2 separate regions of the Mus musculus genome follow, and region 1 is linked to region 2. A link is a contact called in public Hi-C data. All regions are on one chromosome and are shown on one strand. Each heading gives the region's core, a stretch centred on a gene start, on an enhancer-like site or on the middle of the called end of the contact. The rest is flanking DNA. Distances are from core to core; before and after follow the strand shown. Region 1 overlaps Gm34983 (a long non-coding RNA gene). Region 2 has its middle 15 kb from the start of Gm34921.

Region 1 (5,694 bases), core at 1,850-4,349, 190 kb after region 2:
GCTCGGTTTACCAAGGATCTCTCAAGCAGTGCTAAACTTCCTGGTTAAGGTTAGGGTTGTCGTAGCGAGGCTACATACAGAGCTCATCTACTATGTAGGAGGCCCTGGGTTTGATACTCAGATCCACAAAGCAAAGCAAAGCTAAACAACTGAAACAGTCCAGGAAGTTCTTTTCTTTACACATGGATCCAAACTTTGATGTAGACTTTTAGTATTATTATTATTATTTATATTAAGGAAGAATGGATTAAGAAATCTTATCAGAGCCAGGTGATGTGGTGCACCCCTTTAATCCCAGCACTCGGGAGGCAGAGGCAGGCAGATTTCTAAGTCTGTGGCCAACCTGGTCTACAGAGTGAGTTCCAGGACAACCAGAGCTATACAGAGAAACCCTGTCTTGGAAAAAAAAAATCTTATCAGGACACAAATGGGAAAGGCTTGTGGGTGGAGATGGTGACAGATCTGGGAGGGAGATGAGAGAGTATGTGTAAGAGTAGTCAGAATGTATTATATACACATATAAAATTGTCAAAGGACAAATTTAATAGATGTTTTACACACACACACACACACACACACACCCTCATACAAATAGTCCAGGCTCTCTAAGATCAAAGTGAGACATTGGGCAAATATGACTCAAACCCTCTCAACTTTTGCATATGAACTTTCAGACACAGATAGCTATCAACCATAATGTGAATGCCTATAGCACCCACAAATTCAGATTATATGGGCATATGTCTTTGCTGGCTTCTGTGCACAGTGGGAGAACACAGGACCCACTACCAAGTTCTGAGATCACAATTAGATGGTGTCTTAGGGTTTTACTGCTGTGAACAGACATGACCAAGGCGATATATATATCTCCAACATTTGATGGGGGCTGGCTTACAGGTTCAGAGGTTCAGTCCATTATCTTCAAGGCAGGAACATATCATTGTCCAGGCAAGCATGGTGCAGGAGGAGCTGAGAGTTCTATATCTTCATCTGAAGGCTGCTAGCAGAATACTGACTTCTAGGCAGGTAGAATGAGGGTCTTAAAGCCCACACCCACAGTGACATACCTACTCCAACAAGGCCACATCTACTCCACAGGGCCACACCTTCTAAAAGTGCCACTCCCTGGGCTAAGCACATACAAACCATCACAGATGGTTTGTATAGACATATAAGACATATAGACATAGATAGACATATAAGAATAAAATAATTTAATAAAGTTTAAAACTTCACCGTATTGGGTACCCACGCTACCTGAGAGTCTATGGCAGAGAAGGACATAACTTATTGTCACATTAGGGGAAATGAGAACATTTCTTCCAAGTCAAGTAAACTTGAATAAATTAACATCTTCCCTGGGGGACTCATCAGACTTGATGATCTGGTCACCAGTGTGAGGATAGCAGAGTATACATTACACTAACACTGTTAATACAGGGCCACAGCAATTACTGGAAAACCAGAAAAACAAACATCTTATTTTATACTTCATTCAAACCGTTTCTTGCCTACAAAGCTTTAGCCTACAGCCCTAGAAGTTTTTTATGGCTTTTCTTTTTTAAAAACCACAGGTATGTACTCCCATTCAAATTAAATCTTCAAAATGGGATAAAATTTAGGCTACTGAGTTTATGTATTCACTCAACAAATATTCACTTTAGGCTAGGAGTATAATGTTTCACTAGCTATCCTGTAAAATATGAGACAGATATAAAGGCAAAGAGAACACAGTAATTCACTATGGTGCACAACTGAAAATGTTTTGTCAGCCTGGTGGTAGACGCATATGCTTTTAATCCCAGGATTTTGGAGGCGGAGGCAGGCAGATTTCTGAGTTTGAGGCCAGCCTGGGGGGTTCAGGGACAGCCAGATCCACACAAAGAAAACTGGTCTCCAAAGCCAAACAAAAACAAACACAAACCAAAAAGGAAAAAAAAAAGACAATGTTTTTGTTGTCACAGATGTTTGTTAGGGATATAGATGCAGCTATCCATTAGGAAATCGTCCCCATACAGACACCTCTGAGAGTGTACATGTGTCAATGCACTCCAGACAATTAAACCTCCCTAAAGTGCTTCTTGAAGACCCTAGGCTGTCTCCCTGCAGCACTGTTCTGACTAAATGCATCATCCCGTTCAGCTAAACAGTTGGCTTTATTTTTCCCTCAGTAACAATTGCTGTTTTTATATCATACCTCACAGGACTTCTTTCATTTATACACTTTGTGCTTCCCTGGTATTCATTTTGACAATAACAGCAGCTGTGGTAGCAAGAAGAGAATTAAAACGGAAATCCCTGGGAAGGTCTGGCTTTTGAACAATTCCTTTCCAATATTGCCTTTGGCTGCTCTCATCTTTGTATGACCTTTGTAGTTCTGCGCTTAAAGAAGGATGCTTGGAATTGGAAAATGTGCTTCAATCATTGAGTACCTGACACACAGTCATCAAACCTGATGATGTAAGTTCGTATTCCTAGCACCCACGTAAAAGCTATGGGGTGGCGATGGTCTGTAGCCCCGACTTTTCCAAGATCCTTTCTCAAAGAGAAAAAAAAAAGTATTTGCAGGACTTAACCACCTCTCTCCTTCCCTCCTCCCGCCTTGTATATATGTGCATAATTGGCATGATTGTTCATATGCATCTGCACATGTGCATTTGGCAATGTGTGCAAGTCAAGGGCAAAGGGCAACTGTCTTCCTCCGTCATTCTCTCCTTTTTTGAGACAGTCTTTCACAGAATCAGGAACTCACTGATTGTCTAGACTGGCTGGCTGCCAGGTTACTTTCAGAATTCTACCTGTGGATTTAAGAAAGAAATAAATGCACATTTTTATTTGTTTATATCTGAAAAATGTAAGTAGTCTATTGACCTTTCTATAACAGTATTTCTACGTATTTGATTTTCCTTTTGCTTTGTAATGGAAAGACAATGAAAACAGACAGATTACAGCCACAAGCCAAAGGACCCAAAAGGCTTAAAAGATCAGCGCCCAGAGAAGGGAGGGAGATTCTCTGCTGGGCACACCCAGGACTTCTCAGAACAGGCCGCATTCCTGCAGGTCAGAGATTCTATGAGAAAAGGCTTTTTCTCAGTGACAGTGTAGCTTGCCCTTGACCTTGGGGCATGTTGGGTAAATAGTTGAAGAATGCCTCTGAAAGAAACATAGTAACATCTTGCATCTTTCTCCCTCTGTAATTTTAGGGCTCTTTCAGTTAGGGGACGAGAGAATCCTAGTGTTAGCTGCAATATCAAAGTCTGCAACTACATTCAGAAAATAGAAAGCAATTCAATATGTTAAGAGATCATAATGCCTGCATTGATGGAGCCTAGGCCTTGAATTTCTGAGCTAAACTGTTTCTATTTTGTGGCAGGAAGAGCTCAAGTTTCATCTTTTATTCTGGTGTAAATTCATCATTAATGCGTTTAAGGAGTAGATACAGGCCTGGATTGTAAAAATCTCTCTTTATAACATTAAGCAGTAGATTTAATAAAAAAGGCATCCCAGCCTTTGCGGGCTGTGTAAGTGACTGATAAGAACGGAAGCAGAACTGATAGGGTTTGATCATCACCACAGTGAAGTAAGTCCAAATGGACCAGGAAATGCACACGGGAGCAGGATGTCCAAAACACCAGCCAGGGAGATACTGACTAGGAAATGATACAGACCAGAAGATACAAGAAGATATGGGATACCTCAATTAAAAATTGGAGGAAAATTTGTAACTATAAGCATGAAATGACTAGATTCTCTAGTTTTTGGATATATGATCATACCAAAGGAAACACACACACACACACACACACACACACACACACACACACACACACACACACACAAACAGAGCTCCATCACTTCCAGGATAAAAACATCACAAGTCATGTTTGTACAATGCACTCCATCTGTGTGTACTGGAAAGACTTTAGAATATTGATCAGTAATGTAAGTAAATGCATGACAATCACAGGCAACATCGCTGAGTGTCCTTACAGTTAGACAGAGAAGTCATACTCTACAATCTGCCTGCACCGCGTTTCTGTTCTGAGGAAATGGAAATGAGTAAGAGGAAACGATTGTGCCGGAATGTGTGTATAACTATACCATTACCACTGATGAAGAAGATGGAGAACGTGGCCAGCTCAAATAGCGATGGGAAAGGAGACTTCGGGGCTAGTGTGCTCTACTTCTTGGCTTGGGATGCACCGTTTACTTAGTTACTTAAATTTTTATACGTATTTGTGTGTATGCGTGTGTGTGCAGCTTATATGGTGTAATAAAAACACAAACACAAACGCTGAGACCAACATCCAGATGAGATCACACCTTATCCAATAGGCTGAACTGGGCTTAGCTGTTTGGAAGGCAGTTTGAGTTGGCACCTCGGAGCAAAGCGTGTTCAACATTCAACATCTCTTTTTCATGTGACGTAACTGACTGTGGTCCAGGATTCACTTGTTATTATTGAAAATCCCATTCAGTGGGCTGGGGAAGTGGCTCAGCGGTTAAGAGCACTGGCTGCTTGCGCTTTCAGAGGTCCTGAGTTCAATTCCCAGCAACCACATGGTGGCTCACAACCATCTGTAACGGGATCTGATGCCCTCTTCTGGTGTGTCTGAAGACAGCTACAGTGTACTCATATAAATGACATAAATAAATCTTTTTAAAAAAATCCATTTGATTAAACTAGTGTCATTCCTTCCTGCGTCTACACTTGACCCACTCTATCGAGGGTCAGCTAGCGATGGAGCAGCGAGCCATTACTATTTTAAGCCAGAGCTGCCTGGCAACGTCTGCATTGCTGAGGACTCTAATTTTCATCCCAGTCTGCTTTTGTTAGACTCCTACCTCAAGTGGCACAGGCTGTGTTCCATAGATAGCAGCCGGAGAAATACGTTCAGTTTCTTTTCTTTTTTCTTTCTTTTTTTTTGTTAAAATCATCTCTAAACACATGAGCAGAAAGATATCTGAAAGGTGCTTTCGCCTGACTAATTAGGTTAGAAATCTCAGGGGAACAGTCCTATTTGCTACAGTTTAATGGAAATCCTTTAGCTTCTGGTTGCCCAGTCTTCTAAGAACAGATTTTTCTTTGGCACTTCCTGTTGAACTTGGAGGCGGGAGCGGGGCATAGAATAACCCTGTTTTGCTTCGTGATTTGAGAGACTTAAATTGGGGTTTCAGGCAATGGAAAGGCTGTGACTTCTCAATTCCTTAGTTCATACTGTTTAGTATGGAACTCTGCACTTCAGGAAAAGGAACATTTATTGGTGATTATTGACGGGTGACTTTTTCCTTCCGGAATTATATTATTGCGGCACAGTATTCGCCAAGGTCTGCTTTTAGTGTAGGCAAGTCACATGATGTGCAGCCTGGCTACGTCTTCCTTACGTGAAGCATCTCCCCCCCCCCCATCCCCCGCTTGCTAGCCTGCCCCGACCGCCCCCCCCCCCCGACCCCCACTTGCCAGCCTGTGGATGTGCATGGTTGGAACTGGATTATTCCACTCACGCTCTCGGTTGGTGGGGACTTCTCTGAGAAGCGATTTTATTTTGTCTTCTTCATGGGATTCAAACAGAATGTGGCGGGTTATCCATGTCACCTCAGAATTTGGCAAACTGCACGAAGCAGCAGGACCATGATTTCCATCCATGTTGGCTCCGTAGCAAGACCTTGTCTCAAATGCATACATAAATAAAC
Region 2 (5,891 bases), core at 1,073-3,572:
CACCAGCATAGGACCACAGGAAACTAGGTGGTATATGGAGAAAACTGTCTCTCCCCTGGCAGCCATCAGTTGCCAATGGCTCCTCAGTTAGGGGAAATCATACTTCATGAGCCTTCTACTGCTCATGCTAGAATTTTGGCTGGCTTGCTTTTATGGAGGTCTTTTGCATCTCACTGTGAGTTCACGTATTATACGTGGACCCTATTGTGTCTGAGAAACGCTGTTTCGCAGCAGCTGTTCCTTACCTCTGGCTCCTACAATCTTCAAGCATCTCTTCCATGATAATCTCTGAGCCTTGTATATATATGTATATGTATATATATACGTATATATATACGTATATATACGTGTATATATATACATATATATGTATATATATACACACACACACACACACACACTAGATTTTAATAGTCTGCCTATTATGCAGGGTAGCAGGGTAGTCTCAAACTCACAGCAATCCTTTTGGTTCAGTTCCCCAAGTGCTAAGGTGATGATGGGTGTGGGCAACTCTACCCAAATTCTATCCTCACTCTCAAAACTAACAAGGATATGTATATATTTCTACGCAACTATGATTATATTCACAAATCCCTCTGGTTACCTTCTTTTAGATGGACGCACACACACTGGGCCTTCTTATTCCTTCTCAGCCAGAAGAGTTAGCACAAATTACAAATGCTGAGGTTCTCGCCATTCACAAAAGATCATATGATGCTATATCAAGGATGCCAGATCAAACTCACCAATACTGCCACTATATTAAGGTATAGCAACACCAAGAATTGCACCCTGCCCCCCCTAACTCTCCCTTCTTACTCTCATGATAGAAGATGTCAAAGATGTAATGGAGAAATCAAAGATTGCATTTATGGATGCATGAGATCTGTGCATTTGCTCGACAGTGTTTTAATCCCAGATCTCTGTTTCCTTCCACCCTGTGCCACAAGAAAATAACACGTTAAACTGCTCACACCACTCTGGGTCTAATGGGCTAAACTGAGGAGCAACTTTACAGAAGCTAATGTCCCAGGTAAGGTGCCCAGGAGTGGGGTGGTAGGAGACAGAATAATTGTCCTTGCAGGGCCTGCCTTCTGCATTTCAAGGGCTACACATGCTATCTCTTTTGTTTCCCCAGTGTCAGCCCTGAACTTAGGGCAATGATGCTATGATCCTTCTGTCTTCTCAGGGGAAAGCTTAAGCTCTCAGGCGACAAGACCACTCTGAAGCAAGCTTTGCAGTCTCTAACTAGGCAGTGGGTGCAGGGCAGGAGGAGAAATAGAAGAGGCAGCTCTCTGTCCTCCACGGGACAAATGCCTTTGTGAGCCTTGGGGAACCTGTTGCTGTGTTGGCCAATCAAGACTCAAGACTGTCCTAAGCTGGCCTTGCTTTTGGCAACAGTAGGGCCTATGTTTGTTTCCAGAAATCACGGTGGCGATCACAAAGAGGCTGTGTTCACATGTAATCTGGCTTGACAGAAATTAATTTTTAATAAGAGACTCCATTCATTCGGTCACATCATTGCCCTTTGGGGCCTGTGTCAGGGTCAACCATCCAGAGCTGGCTGCTGTGCTCTTGGCTATAGCCTGGGGCGTGTTTGCGCTCTTGCGCATGCGCGCACTAATGTGCATGCCAGTAGAGGGGGTTGGGGGTTGAGGAGCGTAGACTGGTCATAGTCAGCTTACAAGTCGAGACCAGGTATTAGTCTAATCAGAAGCTGAAGGAGGCAGGAAGCCCACTTATTTCTTTGTTCTCCACACCCCCGCAAGACACTGTGTCTAGTGCCTTGTTTGGTGGCTACCTTCTTCACAGACTCAAGGTCTCATGGACCTCGGGACAAGCCTTTCACTATGGTGGTGTTAAGGAACGCTTACTTGGCACTGTTATTTAATGGCAATACTCAAAAGGTACAGCATCATCAGCTCCATTGCAAACAGCTGGGAGTTAAGGGCCGCCCTCATCCCTGTACCAAATCATCTCGCCTCCTTATTTCTGCTCCTCCTCACTGTTACACGGAGGCGAAGCAGCTCCCCTATCTGTCCCACCTCTCCATGGAGTTACTTGAAATAACGGTACTCCATAGGCCTTGAGTCATGAGCAAATTCTCTCCATGCCATTCACCTAATCCCCTCGAGGTGCTCGTCTTTGACTTGTTATCAGTAATGATGTGGGGGTGGGGTGGGGTGGGGGTGGGTGCTTACCCCATTTTCAGATCTGGGGCCTTCTGTGTCTTTTTTCTTTTGGTAGTTGCTTCCATCTTCCTGTCCCCTCCTGCCGCACCCCCAGGAAATGCACTTTTCTTTCTTTCTTTTTGGTTCTGCTAAAAGACAGAAGCTCGAGCGAGGCTCTGCCTTCTCAGTGTGGGCGGCGCTGCCTTTCTCAGAACCGCACACTTATCCTCCAGCCGCCTCCAAAGGCTTTATCAGGAGACATGGTGACTTCTCTCCTAAATTACACAGATAGGTTTAAAAATAGGGTTCAGGGTTTCCTTGTCAGGAGAGCTGTCAGCCGGCCCACTTTTGACACCCTTTCTCCCTCCCTTTGTTGGTACACGTCAAAGCATTTTTATTTTTATTTGAGAAGTGTTCTGCTTAAGTTTTCTGGAGCCTTTAAATTACCAGAAACGTTAGTGGGGGTGGGGGTGGGGGTGGGGGTCTGGAGAGGGATGGGGGGTGCTTAAAATGATTCTTCTTCCTGACTTAAAATCTTGAGCAATTTGATTTTCTGTGCCTTCCTGTCTTTGCATGCACATTGTCAGCATGAAAATGAATTGTAGAAATCTATTTTGGTGGAGGCAAGAGCCCTGATGTACAGAGCTCTGCTTTGTGTCAAGGCAGGGATACGTTTTTAGGGCATAAAGTGGATTTGGTATGACTAACTGTGCATAGTGAAAATGGCAGAGGCCGTGAAAGATGAACTGAACAAGAGAAGAAAACCACACAACAACATACCCTGTAAGTAGAAACAAATTAGCCATAGTAATAGCAACTAGACCCCACCACACATGCTCGTAGTGGCACAGAGAATGGCCTGCCTCTTGGTAGAAGTTCTTTTGTTAATTCTTTCCCTCCAGAAAACAGAATTTGGGGCAACATCTTGTTCTTTGTGTGGGGGAATGTAAAACCCTCCTTCCCCCGCCCCCTGTAACCTTTTGCTTTCTCCATTCCTTTCCTCTTATCTGTGCTTTTCCGTTCCTCCCTTATATGGCCATGGCCGGCTGCCCTCGGAAGTCCAGGAATTTGAATGTTATGTGAAAGGGTAATGCTAATTGGGCCCAGTAACATTCATGTCGCCTGGGAGATGTATGGGGGTCACCAAGTGAGAGACCAGCGAGTATCCACATCTGCTGTGAGGCTTTTCATTGCTTTCTCTCCAAACACCAGTCTTAGCTAATGGCCCCAAGCCCTGCTGGCCCGTTCCCCTACCCGGGGCCAACTGTTGCCTTAATGATCAGGGCAAAGATTTCCTTAATATTTCAGCACTGGAAAAAAAAAAGAGAGGTGTGCATTTATAATCTCATGTATTGCACCCAGAAGAAGGTGCGAGAGAGAAGGGCAGGTATTATTATATCATGTCCACTTTGCAACCGAAGAACTGGAGGCTTTAGTTCCTAGTTATTGCTCGTGATGGCGCTCATTAAAGGCAGAATCCGCTTCCCCTCTCCCAGCCACAGGCTCCTTGGCGCCCTGTTTGGGTGGATTTCCTTAAACAAAATACTTCCTGACTTTTGGACATCAGGCCCCATTTGTGGATCCCAGTGAGAGATAATTTTGTCGTCTGAAAGCTCATTCAGATTTATGTCTCATATTAAGTAGGCTTTCCTTATCTCAATCTAAGTGACTTCATACTTTATAAAGTATGTTGGCTTCATTAGTGGGTATTTGTACTGACCTAGTTTTGAGTAGGGAGAAGTGAGCAAAATAGAACAAAATTTTCACAGCGCTCCATTCCTGCGGAGGAGATCTAGAATAAGCGGGAAGTTACAATATGCATGGAAATGAAAAGCGAGAAGAGAGGGGTTACCCTAGATTAAGAGATGTGGAGGTCCCCTTATCCTATTCAAAGTGAATAGGATAAGGGGATAGGTAGGGTGGGTGGGTGGGGTCAAAGCTGCTTTCAGGAAGGGTGCCCCGGGGTAGGGGAATGCATAGCAGATTAGAAGAAATGACTTAGGGTAGCCTGGCCAGAGCCACGGAGGAGGGAAGGCGGGTGAGCAGGGGAGGTGTTGGAGAGGCAGAAGCACGGTGAGAATTTTGGCTTTAATCCAGAGGGAGATAAGATTCGCTCGGAGGGCATTGAGCGTGGGATGCTGGTGTCAAAAGGAACGGCCAGACAAATGTCTGTATCCCGCTGAGCTACGGCCCAGTTTTGACCTCGTTCGTTCCTCACCAGGGGCGGATACCTAACTTGCGTGGCCCACTTTGAAAATAGAATCCAGCGCCTCTTGTTCAAACAGCGGGAAAGAAGACACGGTTAAAAGGCAGGGAACATACGGCGCTTCCTTTCTCTCCCCAGCCTCACCTTCAACCTGCAACGGTGGTTTCAATTTGCCATTTCCCGGAGATCTAAGTAAAGAAGACCTTAGCATGGATTTTACTGTTCATCTTTGCATAGACTCAAGGCCAGTTTTCAATGCAAATATAAGTGGGGACATTTTGATAGACACGTTTCCTGTGTGCATTTTGTTTGTACCTGGAGAGTAGAAACGCTATTTAAAAAAAAAAAAAAAAAGGGCACAGCCCATTCCCCCACCCCCGGAAATGCAAACTCCTACTAACCTTGTACCTTTTATGTGACGATAAGTAAGGAGGACCTAGAAGGAAGAGAAATTATTGGTTGTATGTTCTTCATCTATTTTCCCCCCTAGGTCATTTGGGGAGGGGGGTCATCTGTTGATAATAACAAGGAAGCATTTGGACTAACATAGGATCTGATAGGACAAACAGCAAGCGCCTGCTATTGCTGAAAGAGTTCTGCGGAATGGAAGATGTTCTCTCTCTCTCTCTCTCTCTCTCTCTCTCTCTCTCTCTCTCTCTCTCTCTCTCTTTTTCGAAACAGGGTTTCTCTGTATAGCTCTGGCTGTCCAGGAACTGGAACTCACTCTGTAGACCAGGCTGGCCTCGAACTCAGAAATCTGCCTGCTTCTGTCTCCCAAGTGCTGGGATTAAAGGCGTGTCCCACCACGCCCGGCTAGATGCAGTCTCTTGATGTAGTCACTACTCCTGCCTAGCCAACAGATGAAACGTGACTCGGGACTCTGGCCTCCAGTCTATCCTAGATGTACAGGATTTCTGTGCTTCTAGGACAAGACAGGGCAATGCCCTCGGGAAGGCGGTGGTCGCACAAGGTGGGCGTGCAGAGGCTGAGGACTTCCCGTGCTCCTGCATGTGGCTCCTTATCTCGGTGGACTTGGAAAGACAAAATATGAGGTTACCAAGAATTCTGGATCGATGACATCAAACTGTGGGAGCCATGTTTGCCTCGTCTGTGGTCAGCACAAGCTGCACACCCACACAGCTGACCCCGTTCAACCCGCGTTCTTGGGAGAATTAGCATGGCCATTGTGGCAGATGTTAGAGGGCTGAATGGATAAAATAAATAAACCTACTGCCTTGGGCACATCCTGAAACCTTGGTTACAATTTGCACTGCCAGCAAAGAGGGGTTTTAGACTCTGGTTAAGAAACTGGTACTTGCTTTGAATGGGGGTGGGTTTTTTTTTTTTTTTTTCCTTTTCCTTTTTACTTAATTGGAGATTCATGAGGATCACTGTGCGATAGCTCACAGGTTCTGCCTCTGCTGGGCTGTCTCAGAACCAGAATCCTAGAGGGTGAAGAAGAGACTGCATGCTTTAGAGGACTAGATCAGGTCGGGAGTGGATGAAGAAAGGAG

The links. A called contact is a pair of places that touch in the nucleus more often than the background predicts.
Region 1: a contact with region 2 is called in a Hi-C map of Sertoli cells, with 2.9 times the contacts expected there. The contact joins two enhancer-like sites. A contact is called at or near these places in 1 of 39 promoter capture datasets (liver), 1 of 15 datasets of contacts at CTCF or cohesin (the NIH/3T3 cell line), 17 of 484 Hi-C or Micro-C datasets (the AML12 cell line, the HPC-5 cell line, the MNK3 cell line and 13 more) and 17 of 115 datasets of contacts at active chromatin or transcription factors (the 230-238 cell line, the HPC-7 cell line, bone marrow-derived macrophages and 10 more).

Annotation. Positions count from the first base shown.
Region 1 is chr10:99,469,937-99,475,630 of GRCm38.p6, forward strand. The region is part of intron 1 of Gm34983 (a long non-coding RNA gene); the gene reads left to right. Among named protein-coding and RNA genes, the nearest start is that of Gm35035, 12 kb to the left of the region's middle. Within about 2 kb of position 3,100, at least 11 of the 459 cell types and tissues checked have an H3K27ac peak or open chromatin away from gene starts, as enhancers often do. A contact at or near this core is called in Sertoli cells and heart atrium, where this site is marked.
Region 2 is chr10:99,282,704-99,288,594 of GRCm38.p6, forward strand. No RefSeq gene overlaps it. Among named protein-coding and RNA genes, the nearest start is that of Gm34921, 15 kb to the left of the region's middle. Within about 2 kb of position 2,323, at least 84 of the 459 cell types and tissues checked have an H3K27ac peak or open chromatin away from gene starts, as enhancers often do. A contact at or near this core is called in Sertoli cells and heart atrium, where this site is marked.